Linked DNA regions of Mus musculus: region 1 is linked to region 2. The links are chromatin contacts, called in public Hi-C maps. All regions are on one chromosome and are shown on one strand. The core of a region is the stretch at or near the end of the contact, and the rest is flanking DNA. Distances in the headings are between cores, read along the strand shown.

What was found. A called contact is a pair of places that touch in the nucleus more often than the background predicts.
Region 1: a contact with region 2 is called in a Hi-C map of pancreatic cancer cells, with 3 times the contacts expected there. The contact joins two enhancer-like sites. A contact is called at or near these places in 56 of 484 Hi-C or Micro-C datasets (the C2C12 cell line, the G1E-ER4 cell line, the HL-1 cell line and 24 more) and 3 of 115 datasets of contacts at active chromatin or transcription factors (embryonic stem cells, fibro-adipogenic progenitors and pancreatic cancer cells).

Annotation. Positions count from the first base shown.
Region 1 is chr6:147,238,922-147,242,384 of GRCm38.p6, reverse strand. It overlaps Gm15767 (predicted gene 15767), which reads left to right. Exons shown (of 2, transcript NR_157237.1): 2 at 1-170. Among named protein-coding and RNA genes, the nearest start is that of Gm15767, 3.1 kb to the left of the region's middle. Within about 2 kb of position 1,999, at least 3 of the 459 cell types and tissues checked have an H3K27ac peak or open chromatin away from gene starts, as enhancers often do. A contact at or near this core is called in pancreatic cancer cells, where this site is marked.
Region 2 is chr6:147,115,812-147,119,617 of GRCm38.p6, reverse strand. No RefSeq gene overlaps it. Among named protein-coding and RNA genes, the nearest start is that of Klhl42, 27 kb to the right of the region's middle. Within about 2 kb of position 1,652, at least 36 of the 459 cell types and tissues checked have an H3K27ac peak or open chromatin away from gene starts, as enhancers often do. A contact at or near this core is called in pancreatic cancer cells, where this site is marked.

The sequences.
Region 1 (3,463 bases), core at 750-3,249, 120 kb before region 2:
GCAAGGATCTTATGTGCACTCCCTCTTTTGCTGTGACTTCATCACAAGAGTGGCTGGCATTGCACGTACCTCATTCCCACACGTGTGTTCACAATTACTATTATTCCCCTTGGGTCTCCCCCAGAAAGTCTCTGACAGACACTGTGTTGATTACAGGTTCTTATAACTAATTCTGTAATTCTCCTTTATTTGGTCAATCCTCGCCCATCCCTGTGCACCCATCCAACAAATACCCACTTACCCAATTTCAAGTCTATGAGAAATGTATCGGGGCTCACTGTGCTTGTAGGACTCTACACTTACACAGGCATTATCTTTCTCTTTTTCCCTCTTTCCCATGTTTATCACTTTAACCTTATCCTCTAATGACCTGGAGCTTTACTCTGGCTACACCTCCAGCCAAACCCACATATCCGAGTCTTTCTTTCAAAGCCCTTTCTGGCTGTCTTCACAATTCCCTCTGTCCTGGCCTTCACTTTCCAGACCAGCTACATTTGTTGTTGTATGGCTCCTTTTGCCCTGGGTTCTTCCTCTCCTGGCTCTGGGCTTTTACTCAGTCTCTTCCATATCTCTGGAACAACAACCTAACCACAGCCTTCTCCTCTGAATCATGCTCAAGGTCCAGCTGCTTCAAGACGTTTTTCCCTCCCATCTTCCAATCCATCACATCATCACCGACCCAGCCTTGTACCACAGGACAGCCTTGAAATGACTGGACTTATAAATATGGGGTGACTGTAGTTCAATTTCTGGCTTACGTCAATACTAAAAGCCTAATCTCAGAATTAATCAATGTTAACTTTGAGAAAGAACCAAAAGAAATGGCCAATAGTTACTGAGTCAGCACTGCAGACTCTTAAGAGCAGTTCATTCGAGATTAATAGATTTAATTCTCTGCCTTGCTCCCCCAGGAATCTGCGAGAGATCACAACAACATGGCCACAATGAAATTAAAAATGGCCAAGATTAAGAAAACCATTGGCAGACCCACACAGCAATGTTATGGAGAAGATTAGCATATGCATTACCCATCCACACACACAGTGTCATGACCCACACAGTGCCATGACCCACACAGTGCCATGACCCACACAGTGCCATGACCCACACAGTGCCATGATTATTGAAGTTGAAATGCCCATTGGCTCCAATCAACTTGCCACTATAATTATTAATCCCTATTTTTTTTTACCTAATATTTGAAGTTACCCTGCCCTCTTGAAATGACATAAAAACTTACTGGTCTCTTTCTGGAGTGCAGGCAGGATGACGTCGATCAGTGTCTGTGTTCCCAAAAATGTCTTAACTGACACATGTTGCCAAAAGGCATGGCCTGGTACAAAATCCTGGTGTTCAGCTGGGGAAATTCCTGAGGAATTCTGCAGAAAATGACCTTGCTTTACTTTTTAAAACCCAGAACTTTCCAAACTAATTGAAATCAAATCCCCCAGGTTTTTCTCCATTCTGTTCTCTGTCAATATGCCAAGGGACCCCTATCAGAATCCAAGCCATGGAGGATGTATCTGCTCTGTAATCTTATTCTACGAAGTGGCTCTGGGATACAGACAATCATTTATACATTTCTGTGCTTTTTCAGAATTTATATGTTACCTAGATACAAAAACAAAGCCCAACAACTCAGGGCCTCCCATGTGTATGTGAGTGCTCCACCTCTGTGCTACAGCACCAGCTCCCTTTTACTTATAATTTGGAGACAGACTCTGGCAAAGTTGCTCCAGCTGGCCTTGCCCTCTCTATTCTCCAGGCCATGTGCTGAAGGTTCAGTCATCCCATCTCAGCCCCTCTGGAGCAGCTAGACTTACAGGCAGAGTTCACCAGAGCCAGTTTCTGAGAGATACCTCTTAAGATAATATACTAAAACAATTTCAGTCTAATTCTTAAATTGTTAATTATTTGGCTTGAAACAAAATGGTTTGGGCAAGCTTAAATCCATGACGGCCTGGGAGTGACCAGTAGGTGGCAGCACCAGAGTCGGCCACCCTGTAAAGACCCAACCGTGATAGATTTCTGTGAGCTCTTGCTAGCCACGCACTAAGGCAGCTTAGAGAAAGCAGAAAAGGAGAGAGAGAGAGAGAGAGAGAGAGAGAGAGAGAGAGAGAGAGAGAGGGAGAGAGAATGTTTCAGGAAGGATAAAAACTGCTCATGTGCTTATTCTCTGTAGTTTTTCCTACATATTCTTACCTAGTTATACAAACATAGAATTTGCTTCTGATCCTCCCAACACTGCTGTCAGGTGTGTTCTACCTTGCCTCCCCCTCTCTATGGTTTCTCCATGCCTCCCACAGTGAGACTTGATGGATGCTTCCAGCCTTCTGTTTTTCAGCATCATCTCTCACTTTGCATTCAAAAGCACTCAATTTGTATTGGTCTAATCTCTCTACATATTTTCAATTAGTAACTGTAGTGAACACCTAATACTTTTAAACCATCTCACCCATTTCTAAGTATGCAGCCAATTCTGTGACACGTGTTTCTGTGTAAAAATTCCAGAAGAGGTAAATCTGGCAGCCTTCAAACTCTTCCAAAAATCACACTTGCCCCAGAGCCTGGCGATCCCATTCCACTCTCTGTGATTCTGGTGACTCTAGGTTCCGCAATCATACAGAGTCATGCAGCATTTGTCTTTTGTGGCTGGCTCACTTTATGTGACATGCTCAGGTCGTCCAGACTATAGCAGTGTCACAGTTTCCTTCCACCTTAGGGATAAACATGTATCCAACTGCTACATTTTGTTTATTCACTCATCCATCAGTGAACATCTATGTTGCTTCTCCCTGCTGTCTGTAATGATAATGCTGCTGTGACCCCGGGTATGCCAGTAGCCTTCTACCACCCTTTCAGTTTCTCTGGATATATATATACTCTCATTTTTGTTTTCTTTCTGTTGCTGTGATGAAACACTTCAGTCAAAAAAGCAATTCAGGGAAGAAAGGACTTATTTGGCTTATATTTTCAGATTACAGTTCATGGGGGGGGGGCGGTAACCAAGATAAGAACTTTAAAAAGCTGGTCACATCACATCCATAGTCAGGAATACAGAGAAACAAGTACACACATGCTTGCTTGTTTGCTTGTTTGCTTGTTTGCTTGCTTGCTTGCTTGCTTGCTTGCTTGCTTGCTTGCTTGCTTGCTTGCTTGCTTGCGCTCAGCTGTTTTTCTACTCTTACAGTTTGGATCTCCTGACTAGAGAATGATGCCACCCATGGTGGGCTGAGTCTTCCCATCTCAGTGTAATCTAGACATTGCCCCATAGACATGCTCACAGGCCAGTCAATAAAGACAGTCCTTCACCGAGACTCTTTTCCAGATGAATCTAAATTATATCAGGTTGATAATTACAGGTCACCATCTCGGTCTCATGGTGTCACAGTCAGGTTTTGGGGTTTTGTTTCTGTTTTTTGTTGTTGTTTGTTTGCTTGTTTGGAACTCTGCACTCTTTTCC
Region 2 (3,806 bases), core at 403-2,902:
TGAGTATCTCCACCCTACTCTTAGATGACAGTGTAACAACTGAGTATCTCCACCCTACCCTTAGATGACAGTGTAACAACTGAGTATCTCCACCCTACCCTTAGATGACAGTGTAACAACTGAGTATCTCCACCCTACCCTTAGATGACAGTGTAACAACTGAGTATCTCCACCCTACCCTTAGATGACAGTGTAACAACTGAGTATCTCCACCCTACCCTTAGATGACAGTGTAACAACTGAGTATCTCCACCCTACCCTTAGATGACAGTGTAACAACTGAGTATCTCTACCCTACCCTTAGATGACAGTGTAACAACTGAGTATCTCTACCCTACCCTTAGATGACAGTGTAACAACTGAGTATCTCCACCCTACCCTTAGATGACAGTGTAACAACTGAGTATCTCTACCCTACCCCTAGATGACAGTGTAACAACTGAGTATCTCCACCCTACCCCTGGATGACAGTGTAACAACTGAGTATCTCTACCCTACCCCTGGATGACAGTGTAACAACTGAGTATCTCCACCCTACCCCTGGATGACAATGTAACAACTGAGTATCTCTACCCTACCCCTAGATGACAGTGTAACAACTGAGTATCTCCACCCTACCCCTGGATGACAATGTAACAACTGAGTATCTCCACCCTACCCCTAGATGACAGTGTAACAACTGAGTATCTCCACCCTACCCTTAGATGGCAGTGTAACAACTGAGTATCTCCACACTACCCCTAGATGACAGTGTAATGACTGTGCATCTCCTTCCTTCTTTGGGGGTCACTAGCATCTAGAGATGGTTTAAATTATTCAGGAGGATGTGTGCAGGTTCTAAGACATTTTACTCACAAACCTGAGAGTCCGAGGACTGTGTGATGTGGCAGGGATCTCCTTGGATACCATGGGTTGACAGAAGAATCTAGTGTCCTGAGAAAGACAAGCATCACTGCTTCCTGTCATGCGTACAAACCAGATTTAAAATCAAACAAAATGTTGAGTGTAGGTGATTACAAAAGAACAAGGGAACGGGGGGGGGGGGGAGGCTAAGACCAAAGCCCATGTGCTTATGTGGAAATGTCACAGTAATACCTGTTGGTAAGCACAGTTAATAATTGTAAATTCAACATTCCTTCTTCAGAAAATAAAAGAGTACCTCTAATTTGTAACTTTGATGCTTGTTCGAATCATAAGTCAAATTTACATAATGGGAATTCACCACCAGCACAGAAACAGCAATGACTTACAGCTATGACTGTGGCTGCCATTATTACCAAAATGTCTAATGTTTAGGGAAAGTGTTAAGGCCCCACTGAAGTTTCTCTTCATGGCTGGCGAGCATCCCTGATGTTCCAGTGGCAAGGGCAGATGATGTTGGAGAGCACTTTCAGAGCAACCCAAAAGTTCAGTTCCCTCCAAGCTGAACAGCAGTTTCCAGGTCTCTGTAGCAATTCACAACTTTCCCCAGAACATGTGTGTTACCTTGGCCACACCACAGGTCCATACACAAACACCACACATCTCGGGAAGACTATCAGTAAATAGCACAACCTGACTCAAAGCAAAGCTTGAGCAGTCCCAGCTGGGGCAGCCTTGTCTGGACCAGTGTAGATGACTAAGGAGCCCCAGGAAGGTGAATCACACAGAGTTGATCTGTCCTGTGACTCAAGGCTGAGCTCATGCACCCAGGTGGTGTTGTGGACGCATGCTCCAGAGGTATCAAGTGCCTCCAAACAGAGGAACCAAGGAAACAACGCCACCTCACCTCCGCTCCAAAACCGCGCTCTCACCCACAGTAGTTAGTTCATTTCACTGCACTCCGGATACTATCCAGTTTTAAGAGTAGAGAAACTGAGGCTGGGAGAGCTTGCCAATGTCCACAGTCAAGTTTGTTCATGACCAGAGAACAATATCTAGACCATCACAGTACCGCTTGACCAGAGCTGGAAATGGGGATTTACATCATCTGAAGCATTTGGTTGGGCTCTTCTCACATGATTCTTATGGTTTCTGTTCATCTGTGTAAGATTTCTGGTGGTAACAGAGCTATTCAGTGCTTTGTTTCCTCAGTTCTATCATGGGCAAGTTTTATGCCAGCTCAACTAAATGAAAAGGCTGTTAGGGCATCAATGAATTTGTTTGTAAGAGGGTTTCCAGAGAGGATTAACTGAGAAACAGAAAAAAATTAGCTAAAATTAAAATTAATCCTGTTAATGTAGGTGAACATCCCACAGGCTGGGGTGGGGTTCTGGTCAAAAACAAAAACAAAACAAATGAGAGAGAGAGAGAGAGAGAGAGAGAGAGAGAGAGAGAGAGAGAGAGAGAGAGAGAGATTCCAGATCCTGAGACATGCAAAGTCAGCCTCACGTTCCTGCTAGCTGTTGTGATGAAGCCACATCATATCCTTAAATTGCTTCTTCAGAATATTTACCAGACAGACAGACAGAGAGAGAAAGAGAAAGAGAGAAAGAAAGAGAAAGAAAGAAAAAGAAAGAGAAAGAAAAGGGGTATGACAGGAAAGGCGGGAGAGGAGGGGGAGAAGGAGGAGGAAGAACAGAAGGATTCATATACATCTATCTATTCTCAAACTGGAAAACATACTGAACCTAGTTTTATAGAGAGAACCCTATTTTTCTGGCACACATGACTCTAAAGGAATGAGCTATGTTCATTCCAGCCACAAAAGCAATCATAAGTAGTCGAGATTCTCTGGGTCTCTCAAACCCCCTAGAGGAATGACGGAGCCACAGTCGACCACACATGGCCACTGTGGCTAGGAGGCTGGAATTTGCTGGCCAGCTCCCTCAACCATGGTTTAGAGTAGCGTCCCAAGACAGGCACAAGGTTTGCAGTTCAGATTTTTACCGCTAGGTGGCCGAGAATACTGGCGATACCGTTTAAAGGCTTTCTGGAGCGCTAGCAGGTTTTCTCCGGAGCTGATCCACTTCAAAGTTTATAAAATTACAGTTTTAGGTAGGAACTGTGAGCACCACAGAAGCAGGCTTTGATATTTAAGATGAGTGAGAGAATATTAAGCCAACGTAGTAAAACAAAAGTTTATAACACAAAATCCCACTTCATTGTGGCATTTTGTAAAAGCTAACTCCTATTTTTAAAAGAGGCTATAACTGGTCTGATGGGGCAAACAGACGTTTTCTGGTGACAGTGCTTCGATGTCTGTCTCACTCGGATCCAGTGTCTGCTGACTGCTGCCAAGTTATCTCCGTTTCTCTTTTTCTGACGTTTAAGAGGAAAACTAATTTTTTCTCTCTCCCAAATTTTTTCCTTGTATTCCTGAGGAAATGGTCGAGCCCCAGATGTGGCAGAGATCAGAATCACTGGCAGCCTCTCCTTCCACAGATCCTGAGACAGCCTTACCTTGAAGGCCCTTCTTACTGGCCCGGGACTGCTGGGAACTGTGTCCAGGAGAATGGAGACTGATTTGTTCTGCCTAGGTGACTGTTCCCAGTGACCCATCCCCCCCTTGGCCAATCATGAGCAACTTCTTTCTCCAAGAAACCCTTTTCTACTCTAACCCCTGACTTTTTAATCCCTGACCCAGAATAAACTATAACAATAATAATACTTTGGGGGTACAGCTAGGGAGAGGGTTCTTATCCAGCATACATAAAGTCTGGGTTCCATGCAGGAGGTGACCTAAACCAGTCAGGAGACTCAAAGTAAACACACTTGAATGTCCTCAAGCACCCCTTTGGGTGCACCTTCCAACCACTTGCTTGGACTTTTGTGCCCTTGTGAGCCCTGGGTGCTAAGAGAATCATTTAATCCCAGTGTTCTGGGCT